3 separate regions of the Mus musculus genome follow, and regions 1 and 3 are each linked to region 2. The links are chromatin contacts, called in public HiChIP or PLAC-seq and promoter capture Hi-C maps. All regions are on one chromosome and are shown on one strand. Each heading gives the region's core, a stretch centred on a gene start, on an enhancer-like site or on the middle of the called end of the contact. The rest is flanking DNA. Distances are from core to core; before and after follow the strand shown. Region 1 holds the start of Spata1 (spermatogenesis associated 1). Region 2 holds the start of Hs2st1 (heparan sulfate 2-O-sulfotransferase 1). Region 3 holds the start of Gbp2 (guanylate binding protein 2).

Region 1 (4,241 bases), core at 802-3,301, 1.9 Mb after region 2:
TTTTAGAGTAAAAATACTTAATGCCCCATTTCCTGAAAAATGGGTGAAAATATGCATAAATGTTGACTAAAAATACAAATCTTCATTGGCTATCTTAAACACTTTTGCAAACATTTCTTTACCAAAATTTCCCTATAAGTTCCATATTCAATAATGAAAACTAATTATTATACCAACAACATATTAGCAAAGCCATAGAAAGAAATGTATTGCATGTATGTAACAGGAAAAAAAATTGGGAAACCTATGTTGTAGGAATTTTTTAGAACCAAGTCCAGGGCCCATTTTGATAACAAAGTCTATCTTTAATCATCTAATATGTAAACACATGGTAAAGCCTTTGAAATATTTTAGAACATCGTGGAAGGTTAAAAAAGCTTTTACTAGGAGATATTGATAGTTCATGAACTGTATGTAATACTCATATCTTCGAATGTAAATGAATTTAAAGGCAATCTTATTTTCCTTCCTTTCTATCCCAATATGTATTGCTTATTTGACATACCATAAAACTATGATAGCATCTGGTGTGTGAGACAGCAATACACTCTGGTTTCCTAGCTCAATAGTTTGGGGAAAAGAAAACAATAAACTTTCTGAGACTAAGACAAATTTGTTTATTCCTCAACATTTCCTTAATAATGGGTTCTGTACCATGTAAAATCTTCTTTGAAATGTCTTCCAGCACATTCCATAGTTCTTAAGTATTATTGTAACTAATATAAAGTAGAACTTTAAGTTACACGTTAATCTTAGAAATCTGCATTTTAGCATACATTACAGGTAACAAGGCACAAAGTAAAATATTTGTGTTACATTTTGCATTAATTAATTTATTTTGGAGGCACAAGCCTTTAATCACAATGCTTGGAAGGCTGTGGGTTTCGAGGCCAGCCTGGTCTACATGGAGTTTCAGGCCAGCCAGAACTACAAAGTGAGACCCTGTCTCAAACAATATGGTTTGTTCGTTCACTTTTTAAATTATGTATTAATTAATGTACGTGTGTGAATGCAAACGTTCCCAGACTCCAGTGAGGGTGACAGTAGCCCAGGACTTGGTGCTTTTGAGTTGCCCAGTGTGGGTGGTGGGAAGTGTGACCTTAGGTCCTCTGCACGAGGGCTCAGTTCCCCAGTCCTCTAACTGCCATCTTCCAGCCTCAGTTTTCGTATTCTTTACACATATAATTTCATTTCGTTTCATTTTTTTTTTCCAAGAAATCCAGGGAGCGTTTTAACTTCGGCAGTTTAAACGGCTTGCCCAAGCACACCAGGGCTAAATTCAAACCCAAGTTTCTTAGATGGTCACTGTTAAGGACTGGGTAAAACCCCAAACTGATATTAACTGCTCAGTAACGCGATGTGTTGGCCCAGAGCAAACCATGTCATTTTTCTCAGTATCCCAAAGAAACAGCACTCACGACGAACCTCCTGTTTAGAGATGTTAGGTCTCAACAGGACTAATTTAAATCTTACTAAACTTTTGAGTCCTTCTGAAAACCCCTCTGGGGTTCATCAGTTACAAGCACGAAGTCAGCAATTACAGGGACATCAAAAGAGCAAACGATCCCCGAACGCGAACGCTTTATTTTTTAAAAAAGCACGGGGGACAGATTCCAGAAAGACAGGGCTAACAGGAAGCTGTGCGGGGCGGCTCGCACCTCTCGGCGACAGGCCAGCCTCCGACCGTCCAGGGTCCCGCGGCCCGGGTCCGTTACGGCGCCCTGGGCCCCGGGCTGGGCGAGCTGCGGCCGGCGCCGCCGGTTCACCCGAGGGCGCCTCACACAGGGCTGAGCTGGCGGGACTTGGGACGTGTCACGGACGCCCCGAGGCAGCGCGGCCACGTCCCTCACCCCGCCGTCGGTCGCGGACCTCCCTCCCCGCGCTCCCGAGTCCGCCCCGGGGCGTCCTCTTACCTCGCCCTACCCAGCCCCTCCAGAGGCGGAAGGCGCCGGCCGGGCGTCGGGCCGCACCGCCCCCGTCGCCACCGCGCCCACCGGCCGCTCCGCCCCTTCTCTCTCTCTCGCGCGCGCGGGGGGAGCCCGCGGCCGTCCCGGGGGGAGGGGGAGGGGGCGTCGGCGCGCATGCGCGGCGCGCACAGCCCCGGAAACTTCGACGAAGTTCGGAGCCCCGCCCCCGCCGTCCCGCGACCTGCCGCCCCCTGCCCGGACTGACGAGTCGGCCCGGCTGTCCCGAGCGCCATGTCGGGTTCTTCTAGCGTCGCCGCCATGAAGAAGGTGGTCCAGCAGCTCCGGCTGGAGGCCGGGCTCAACCGCGTGAAGGTGAGCGGGCGTGGGCGGGCGGTGGGCCCCGGGGTTGGGGGGAAGCGCGAGCCGACACGCGGCTCCTCTGGCCGGGCTGTGGGCCGAGGGCGAGGAGGGGGCCCGCCCTTCCGCCGCCCGCCGACTCTCGGCGGCCCCGGCGGGTCTCGCCAGCGACTTCCGTCTCGCACGTCTCACCCAGGCTCACTCCCAGCCCTCGTCCTTTGAACACACACGAGTCCGCCTGGGTAGCTCCGGATGGCGGCCTGATGAGCAACTTTTGTTTGCGGATCGTCCCGGGAGTCTCCGGACTCCACCTTTGTGGGGGTCCAGCCTCGAACAAAGAGGTGTTTGCAGCAGACGCCGCGGCGTGCTCGGCTGACCTTGCTGGGGTGTCTGTTTACCCGAGAAACCGCTGGCCGCTGGCCTGGGAGCTTGCGGTCTGGTTGGGGGGTCGGGTCTTGGGCTGTTGACTTTTAGGGAAAGGCTGTCCTTGTTGGTAGACAGCTAGGCATTCAGACGCTTTGGCTCTAAGGACCGTTTGGTTTATTTTTTTCAACTCCTAAACGGATTTGGCCTCTTTCTGACGTAATAGGTCGGGTTACATGTGAAACACTTCCCGGTGATTATAAAAAGAAACAAGAATATAAGTCGCCTTGCTAGACCCTGCCAGTTTCCAAGGTGATTTGATTTTATATTCAGCAGGCTAGTCCTTATTTCTAACGTGCTTTTGGAGAAGGCTTCTATTTAGCTTTCTTCTCAAGTAGAAATGTCAGAGACTGCTCAACTTCCTTGTGGTAACCATAGGAGGAGGGTAGGGAGACGCCCAATCAGTCTTGGTTTGGACTCTAATCATATTCTCACTTTTCATCCAAGTGACTTAGTCTTGGCCAGATTAGAGCTCTGAAATTTGAAGTGATCTATTGATCATCATCATTCATATATAATAACTGTCATAAAGTAGGCCAGGAAGGAAAAAAATAGTGGGTTGGGGGAGGAAATAAAGACAGGTACGTGTAGTAATTACAGTGGCGGTACTTAACCCTGGTGGCCCAAAGCAGTGAGCTAGCTCCCAGAGGAGGACTTCCTTTTCTTTGAAAACCCTACCTGCTCTGTGGCTACCTCCTAGCTTCTCTTGCCTTGCGTCCTAATTCTTCTGAAGGCTTCTCACTGGGATGACTCGAGCCACCACAGACAAACAGGTTTTTGAAGTTTCCATGGCAAGGCTCATCTCACTTGGGAATGTTACATGTCTAATCTAGGTTCCTAAATTAGGTTAGGTGCCATTTGATATCATCCATGTACCACACCTATGCTAGGTGCTTTTTGTGTGTGACATTTTAAAGCTAGCATAAACTTACTATTGTATTCGTTTAGGTGGTAATTACAAGTGCTTTTTTTTACCAAACTCTCAGGTAGGTCAGGACATTTGGAAGCCTGACTAATAGTTTTGCAGTGTCAACCTCCTGGATGGTAGATAGTGGCTGCTCTGTGGCTTGGGTACTAGCAGCCATTCCATCTTAAGTCTCAAGGTTGCTGTTTAGAATGCTGGGTTTTGTTTTCTTGAGACAGGGTTTCTCCATATAACCCTGGCTCTCCTGGAACTCTCTGTAGAGCAGACTGGCCTCAAGCTGAGGTCTGCCTGCCTCTGCCTGCTGGGATTAAAGGAGTGCACCCCAGCGGCCTGGAGCACTGTTAGTCAAACAGCCTTAGGTTTCTCACCGTTCCTTCCCTAGGATTCTGTGCCTAGAGATACAGTCCATACATCGTGGTACTTGGAGAAATGTGTGGGAAAGGAATTAACAGGCACTTCATGCTAACTGCTGATCTTGAACAAAACCAAATGCTGTAACACTGAAAACTCATACTTTACCTTCCATACAGTAGCCACTTTTAAGAGGCAAAGCAGGGTGTGGGTTATTTGTACAAGCGTTTAAGAACTGCAGGAACCTCTAATATTCAGTCCATGAGTCACATGAGACG
Region 2 (4,339 bases), core at 1,624-4,123:
CAATTCTGACTCCACCAGTTACTTACTGGTGATACAATCCTGGCCTGATCATATAATTTAAGGATTATTCTGTATTTGAAAAATAGTTATCTCTGGAGTTCTTGGAAGATTAGATAAGAATATCACAGACAACAGTTATCCAGTCACGACCTGAGTCTTTTGTCTCTTTCCTGGGGAGTCCGGATAACGGTCAGTGTCTCAGTACTGACTTTTAAGCAATACTGGTTTTATAAGGGGGTGGGAGTGGGAAGGAGGCAAGGTGAAGGACATTTACAATTTCTCTCAAGGATGAAGAAGGAAGAACACTTGAGGCCAGGAGTTCTGGCCCAGCCTGGGAAACACAACATAACACCTGTGTCTTTTAAAAATAAAAATATTTACAAAAAAAAATCTAATCAGAAGATTAATGAGCTGATATAAAGTTATATTATCTGTCATGCCGGCATCTCTGGGTTACTTTGAAAGCTATTTTTTCTCTCTTTTTTTTTTTTCTTTAAGACAGGATAATGCTATGCAGCAGCCCATACTGGTCTTGAACTCACCATCCTGGGGTGTCAGCTTTTAGAGTACTGAACTACAGGCCTGGCCCACCGTGGTCAGCCCTGGCCTATCTCTCAGAATTATTTATTCTGGCGCATAATTGCTGTTTCCCTCATAGATACTCATTTGGACGCACTTATTCCTGACAGGACTTTTTTTTTCCCATTTATGAAAACTATGAGGGTACGCATGGTTCTACCTGTGGTGTTCTATATCCTCAGCTATTCTGGTGGCGTCCACAAACAGCTTCCAAGCGCTGGAGAGGAAACTGTTAGGTCAGGAAGACAATAGGCACATTCAATCAGGTTGAGCCTCTACAGCTAGAGAATTCCAAAAGCCAATTGAAGAAATAGTAAATACAAGTGCTCATTTTAACAACTTTTAATTTATTGTAAGCTGAGTCACTTTCTTTCCTGTAAAACTGGATCATGAATGAGGCCAGACTCTGACTGTAAATGTTGTACAGATGAGCCACGTGAAAGGCAAAAGGAGATACTGTTCAACCTTCAATATTTAAACTGAATAACTTTTAGCACATAAAACCTTTCTAAATCCAGTACATACATTCAGTAGTTCTTCAAATTTCACTCTAGAAAGGAGGACTGGACTGCAAGTACCTTTGGCTTCTCTTTCACACGGAGCTGGACATCAATCAAACGATTCTTGCTTTTATAACACTATTCTTTAAAATGTGTTCAAGGCTTCCTTAAAATCTACCAAAAACTTGGAAATATCTACTATATATAAAATTTAAATTCTTTTCTGGTACTTCTTTTCTTGAAAATTAATCCGCACCCCCAAGCTGCATCTAGCTGTTCCTCAAGGTAACTTTAAATCGTGTTTAAGAAACAGGCAAGGTCAAAGTGTATGCAAAAGCTGTTTCCCATATTCAAATTACATTCTCTGAGCTGATTTTCAAGTGTCACATACATTTTTAAATCAAAACGCGTCAATGATTAAGTCCCTGTCTCCAGAGCACTTCCAAATACCAAAGTTCTCCACTATCCGGAAGCACCCGACTATCCGCGCTTTCGACTGCTGTTGCACAAGTTCGCACTCCAATTTTGTGTTTCAAGCACCCTTTTCCATTCGGGCACTGAGAGAGACGCTTTAAGAGACCCATATGGTTCACTCTCCCCACTCTTTTCCTTTCACAAGGTAAACCCTGCAATTCCAAACCCTCAACGTTCCCCTCTTGTACATGCAATCAGCCTAAACTTACGACCCCACTCTGAAGCCCAAATCAACCAGTTTAGCGTCACTCATAAAGAACTTCAGTCCCCCAGATGTCTCCTTTTCGTGCCATCATCGGCTCCGCTGTCCCACACCGCCAGCCTACCAAAGCTGTCAGTTCTAAGGTCCCTTACTGCCCTAGGCTCAGGCATGCCTGCCACTCACTACGGTGAGCCGCTTTCACTCCCCATCATTCCCGGAGTCTCCTTCCATTTCTACCCATCTCCCCGCGACGAATCTCCCCACGACCACCATCCCCAAAGGATCCTGTGCCCAGGTGCCCCTAATTCAAATTCCAGTCCCCATCTCTGCACATGACTGGGGCTTTGCAGAACGATTTGGAAGAGAAGAGAGAGGGAGCGTTTGTGTCCTCCAGCAGCACCAGCTCCAGGCAGACCTGGGTCCCCTCTCTCAGTGAAGGGCCGACGGGGCAGCCCTCTGGCCAGAGACCTCGCGCGTGCAGCTCATCAGCCCAGCTTCCCTCCCCGGTGGCGGGAGCTCGACGTGCCCGGGTCCCAGCTCTCGAGGTTCTCCGAGGCCCCCTGAGGAAGCCCACTTGCTATAGCCGGCAATGCCCACCCGCCAGCCCGGCCCCGGCGCACCGCTCGGCTGCCTCACCTAGCTTCGCCCGGGACTCCTCCAGCTTCTGGATCTGGTTCTCCAAGAAGAGCATCGCCACCGCGAAGGCCACCACCGCCAGCAGCTGCAACTTGGGCGGCATCATAATCCTGAGGAGCCCCATGAAACCCGCCGCTCGCGATCAAGACATACCGCGGGGGGCGGGGAGCGGGGCCCCGAGGGCGACCGAAGCGCCGGGAGGAGACCCCGACCCGGGAGCTGCGCGGACTGCCGCGCCGCAGCGACCCCCTCCTCCTCTCCGGTCTCCCGCCCGCGGGAGCCAGCGCCGGCCGCCTGGTGCACGCTTCTCCCCGGCCCACTCGACGGCCCTGGCGCCCTCCTGCCGCTGCCGCTGCCGCTGCCCCCTGGCTTCGGGACCCCACGGCCGCACGCCCTCTTCCCTCGCTTCCTCCCTTCCCTCCCTCGGTCGCTCGCGGCCGCGCGCTCCTCCGGTGGCGATGCGGCTGCGGCTGCGCCGCCCTCGGCCCGCCCCCTCCCCTCCCCCTCGGCCACCACGCGCACGCCTTGACGCACGCTGCCCGGCAACCAGAGGCTCCACCCCCATCCTCCGGTACAGTGGTGTTCATTGGTCCGAAGAGAGGCCGCTTCTCGCCCTTTCGGTTCGATTTACGGTTGGGTTCCTTGTCACGGGACTCAAGCAAGGCGTTGTCCGATTGGGTAAACTTGGAGGAGGCGGGGCTACTGATGGCCGAGCTGGGGCTTCGTGGATAGCCGATTGAATGTCGTGAATAAGAAGCCCCGGTGTGGGGAGTTTAGGAAAATGCCTAATTTGAATCTCTAAAAGAACCTGAGGACTGTTTAACAATCGATCACTTACAGGCTCCCATGGTCGCCTAACTAACACTCGTCTTTGTGGGATAATAGGCTTGTAGCAGTGGCCTTTCGCGGCGGGTTTCGCGTCAGGCAGTGCAGTGGACGTCCCCGGCACAGGGGTCCTCAGACCCCTGAAGATTGACGGCAGACCGCAGGGATGGCGGCAGGGCAGGGTGGGTGGCTGCGGCCCGCTCTGGGGCTGCGCTTGCTGCTGGCGACTGCGTTTCAAGCGGTGAGTGTGGACCGCCTCTGGGGCTGCCTCAAGGCTGGTCGGAGAGCGCGGATGTGGAAGGGCAAACCCGGGGCCACGCTTGGGAGCCGCCCGTGGAACGGGCTGCCTTAGCGGCCGCTTCCATCCGGAATGAAACGTGGCAGAATTCCAGCCGGAGCTCTAGAGACGATGGTTTCCTCGCTTCAGGCAGCTAGGATCGGTTTTTCAGAGCACAGAGGGTACATAGTCAGTAATGCTTAGAAAGGAGGGACGTTTCTTTGAGTGAGACACAAGTGAATGAAACTACCGCTGCTTACAAACTCCCAAACCTTAAAGGGTTTTGGTCCAGACAAGCGGTTTTCCTCGTTAACCAGACGACACGGGTTCTAAATCTCTGAAAGGAGTTAACCTGGTTTTGACTTACTTAGCTACTCATGAAGCAACTGTATTTTTGGTAAATTCCTCTATGGGAGTTTTCCACCCATATTTACATGTCTTTGTACTTAGGATACTTAAGTGATTTGTCCAAGATTTTGGAAAGTTAAAATTATACCGTAGGTCTCTAAATACTCTGTTCTTCATAGGTCTTATAGTTCACAAACGTTGTCTCTGCTTTTCTTACTTTGTCCAAAGAGTGGATTCTTAGCGTCTTACATTGCAATACAATGTTGTTTTGAAACATCTGGTACTTCAGAAAACACTTAGGGAACATCCCTTTAAACTTTTATACTGGAAACATAAGTAAATTGTTGGCTTTTCCCTCCCATTGTAGTCGTTTGAATGTGTTACCACTACCAAAAGTAACAAAGGAGTAATGTTTTCAAACTATCTTCAAAATCTCAGTAGGCTATGGCTTTGTAAATACCTGCCCCCACCCCCTTGCCAATCAATGTTTTTAAACAA
Region 3 (4,252 bases), core at 334-2,833, 1.9 Mb before region 2:
TGCTATGACATGATTTGCATATCTCTGAAGATAAATGCCTTTTACAATGTGGCAGAAGCACTGTTTAAGTGAAAACTGTTAATAAAAATGATTAAGCTTACCATAATTGTTTCAAGTGCATGCTGTACATTGTTCATAATGTAAGAAACGCCGCTCCTAAATTTCTGTAAGAGGGGAGGTCATTAGAAGACTCTTAGCTGTCACACAGGCACCCAATGATGAGGGGTTCAGCTCTGCAACTGAACATTCAGAATAACAGTAGTACCACACAGAGGAAATGTCACAGTCACGGGGCTTAGTACTCTTGTGGAATACAGAAACACAAAGATACTTTCTGTATAATTATTTTCTGGTAGTGGCATTAAACCCAGGGCTTTAAAAAATACTTCTAGTGGTACATTAACTTATAGCATAACAGTGGATGGTATAGTGTTTCTGTAGTATACTTTTCAGTGCATGCTTGTATCATGTGTGCTTGAAGAAGAATTCAACACTTGTATTCAAAGTCTGACCTATTGTCTGATTTGTGTTAAGTCCCTGGAAGATTTTAAGTACTAGTCCGTGGGTAAATCAGCATGAGGATTAATTAGACATCTTCAGAACTTCAAAGCACAGTTTGGGACACTTCTCACAGCCACAGTGCCAGTGGCTTGTCAACTCCATGGTCATTCCCAGCCTTAGCTCAGAGACTCACAGATGTCAGTCTCAGTTTTGACAGTGGCTTCCCTCAGCCTCTGAGAGATGTTATTTGCACTCAATGGTTTAGGGTCAGGACTCTGACTCACTTGTTTCTAAGGAAACATACTACAAATGACTGGAAACTCCACCCCTTTAAGCTTAGAAACAAAAACAAAAAACAAAAAACAAAAAAAAAAGGAAAGAAAAGAAAGAAATCCCTTTTGCTTACTCTTAAATTCTACATGTCTACATGATTGAAAATATTTAAGTGGTGCTAAAATTGTTGTGGGATTGTACATAATGTTAATAGCGATTATTCTAGTCCAAAAGACAAATGAACAAACTAACAAACAAGCTAGCTGATTTCCCAGCATTTGACATGTTTAAAGGAACTCAGATTCACTTTCACTTTCAGTAATTTTTCTTCCTCCCTCCTTCCCTCTCTTTGTCTCCCCCATCTTTCTCCTTCCTTTCTCTCTCCTTGTCCCTCCAAATTCTCACCTTTTTCGTTCTATTTTTATTCTTTCACAGTACAGAGAAATGATTTTTAAACGATTCATGTCCACTTCTGAATTGCACAATTGCTTGCTAACTTTGTGTAACACAGTGGGGCTGGCAACTTCACAAAACAAACACTAATGGACAAAAAAGGACTGAAACATAAGAGAATGATTTCAAAACCACACCCTTTTCACCCTACATTTTGAAACACCCACAAGAAATGGCACCATTTATCAATCTCTACCTGAGAAGTCCTGAGACCCTCCTCCCATGAGCAAACCCCTCATTCCTGCAGTGCTGGTTGAGTCATCCCTCCAACCCCACCCCAGTTAGGAACTCTTTTAGTTTCACTTTCACTGTCTTAAGCATAAATAAAGAGCGAACTCCTCACAAGTTCTCTGGCAAAAATCTGGAACTTCCCGGGTTACTACAGGGTCTATGTCACAGTGCCTGTGAGAGAGGACAGAGCACTCTGCAGCCAGCCTCAGAGGCAAAGCTGACCAGCATTGAAAAGCTGCTTCTTCTTCTTCTCTAAAGGATTTCTCTTCAGGTAAGACAGAGGCAGGGGTGGAAAACTGTTTAGCAGACTGCTGGTTTACCCTAACCAGAGGAGGCTGAAACCAGCACAGATGTGTGTGGCCCAGGGCTAGGTGACAGAGGCAGACTTTACCCTAGATGTCCCTGTCCCTACTAGGGCAAATTAATTAAACTCTGGGAAAGAAGACTTCACACTGAGAGCATAAGTGTGTTGAGGTTCATATTGCTTTCTCGGTACCATTTTATATCATTCTTACTATTTAATGATACTCAGACAAAGTTCCTGAACTTGTTGCCAGTGTCTACCTAAATAAGTTAGGCTGCTTGGAATTCATAAAAAGAGACAGTTTCCCCCATTGAAAAATCTATTGAGCTACAATATCTTTGTGTATACTATTTTGAATACACACACATTATTTATTCCTTGAGAACATCATATATGTCATGTGTTTTTGATTGTGTATATTCCCTACTCTTTCCTCCATCTCCTCCCACCCACCCCTCACTCAGTTTCATGTCCTCATTTAATCAAGTCACTGCAGCTCATTCAAACGTGGGCATAAGGCCACCTAGTGGAATTCAGGTAACTTAACAGGGGCCATTTACTGAAGAAAACCAACCCTGGAGTCTGTAGCAGCCATTAACTGCCATTATCATCTCAGTTATGCTCTGGGCTTCCCGGGACTCTCACCAACCTATGGTAGAATTTTGATTTATGCATTTTTTCTTTTTTCTTTTGTTTTGTTTTCAAAATAGTGTGTCTGTGTAGCCCTGGCTGTCCTGAAACTCACTGTGTAAACCAGGCTGTCTTCAAACTCAGAGATCCATGTGCCTTTGCTTCCCAAGTGCTGGATTGAAGGCATGTGCCACTAACCACCCGCCTTTATGCAGGTTTTCTATAGGCAGCCACAGCTGCTGTGACTTCATGAGTTCAAAAACTATATCATGTTCCAGAAGATACTGGTTCACCTTAAAGCAATGCATATAGTCCATGTGATATTTGTGGCATAAATACCACTGTGAACTGAAAGAAACCAAACCTTTGGGAGGAATTCTCTAGGGTAACATAGGAAAACTATGAGCTGTGTCTGGAAGACTGTGCTGGTAGAGAGTACCACAGCACTGGGAATGTCATGGAAGTCTACCAGCCAAGCACGGGATCCAGCTGAGGGAGCCTCAGTGAACACGGGGAACAAGCCAGGCAACAAACTAAGGAATGGTCACAAAGTCCTAAGTTACACGGAATGAAATAATAAGTACTTAGCAGTCCATACTGATGCAACTGAATGAATGAATGAATGAATGAATGAATGCAAGTAGGAACAATACTGGCTGTTGAGCCCCCATTAATAAATATGCAGTATGATAAGAGTAGACAGTCCTCTGTAAGCAAATGCTAAAGTGGTTAATTTATAAACTTGAATTGTTAATAGATGCTGAAAGTAATGATGAAACTACATGAAGTATAGTGAAGTTGTATGTGCTGAGTGTCTTTCTAAAGGCTGCTTTAAAAATATATATATATACATATATATATTCATACACAGATATACACATCTATATTTATACATATATATCTATATATACATATGTATTATACACACACATCTGTACCTACACAATACGATATGTATCACAATACTATATGTATATACACCTATATCTACATACACACACACACACACACACACACACACACACACGGAAGCAGTATTTGGTCATTTGGTAGTTCTAGTTGTTTTTGAGGAACCTCCATCCTGTGGCCACAGCAGTTAACATTCGTTTGTTTGTTTGTTTGTTTGTTTGTTTGTTTTGGTTTTTCAGGACAGGGTTTCTCTGTATAGCCCTGGCTGTCCTGGAACTCACTTTGTAGACCAGGCTGGCCACAAACTCAGAAATCTGCCTGCCTCTGCCTCCCAAGTGCTGGGTTTAAAGGCGTGCGCCACCACCGCCCAGTCAGCAGTTAACATTCTTAGCTGCAATTCATAACTCATAACTCTTTCATTTCTACACCCTTAGAAGCACTTTTTATTGTTTTCTTAGTGCAGGATTATTCTCAGTGGGGTGAGATGGAACCTCAATGCATTTTTCACTTGTATTTCCCTGCTGATTAAACCCTAGACATTTTTTTCTAAGTATTTATTTGCTATTCAAGTGGTAATTTTGATTACAAAATAGTAAATAGTTCTTGGCAGGTAGCCCCTTAATCAAGAGACTGTATTCAAAAGAGTACTATCAGAGCAAGTCATGTTCACAGCATCCATCCTTTGATTTGATCAGTGATGATTGCAAAATAAAAATTCTATGACCTTCTTACCCTGTATATACCAGTCAAGTTAACATTAAGGAAAAAACTAAAAACTTATCTAACTGAAGGGTACTCTACAAGGTAACTGCTATGTACTCCTCTAAGCCATAAAGGAAGGGAGGATAAAGGAAGATGGAGGAGCTACTGAAGATGAGAAGAAGCTGAAGAGATGTGAGGATAAAGCAGGGATGCCGCATTAGATCGGGAAGCAGAAAAGGGGAGTTAAGA

Evidence for each region. Promoter capture Hi-C pulls out the DNA fragments that hold promoters and counts their contacts. HiChIP or PLAC-seq counts read pairs in DNA pulled down with a chosen protein or histone mark.
Region 1: an H3K27ac HiChIP or PLAC-seq map of thymic regulatory T cells shows a contact between it and region 2, with 8 times the contacts expected there. The contact joins the promoter of Spata1 here to the promoter of Hs2st1 in region 2. A contact is called at or near these places in 2 of 484 Hi-C or Micro-C datasets (B cells and CD4 T cells) and 2 of 115 datasets of contacts at active chromatin or transcription factors (pancreatic cancer cells and thymic regulatory T cells).
Region 3: a contact with region 2 is called in a promoter capture Hi-C map of pre-B cells, with 6 times the contacts expected there. The contact joins the promoter of Gbp2 here to the promoter of Hs2st1 in region 2. A contact is called at or near these places in 2 of 39 promoter capture datasets (liver and pre-B cells) and 1 of 9 other capture datasets (liver).

Annotation. Positions count from the first base shown.
Region 1 is chr3:146,497,742-146,501,982 of GRCm38.p6, forward strand. Spata1 (spermatogenesis associated 1) reads right to left here and starts at 2,052. Exons shown (of 15, transcript NM_001316756.2): 1 at 1,914-2,052. It overlaps Gng5 (guanine nucleotide binding protein (G protein), gamma 5), which reads left to right and starts at 2,095. Exons shown (of 3, transcript NM_010318.2): 1 at 2,095-2,279. The coding sequence starts at 2,199.
Region 2 is chr3:144,567,343-144,571,681 of GRCm38.p6, forward strand. Hs2st1 (heparan sulfate 2-O-sulfotransferase 1) reads right to left here and starts at 2,874. Exons shown (of 7, transcript NM_011828.4): 1 at 2,392-2,874. The coding sequence starts at 2,515. It overlaps Selenof (selenoprotein F), which reads left to right and starts at 3,085. Exons shown (of 5, transcript NM_053102.2): 1 at 3,085-3,457. The coding sequence starts at 3,383.
Region 3 is chr3:142,619,080-142,623,331 of GRCm38.p6, forward strand. Gbp2 (guanylate binding protein 2) reads left to right here and starts at 1,584. Exons shown (of 11, transcript NM_010260.1): 1 at 1,584-1,729. It overlaps Gbp2b (guanylate binding protein 2b), which reads left to right. Exons shown (of 11, transcript NM_010259.2): 11 at 1-97.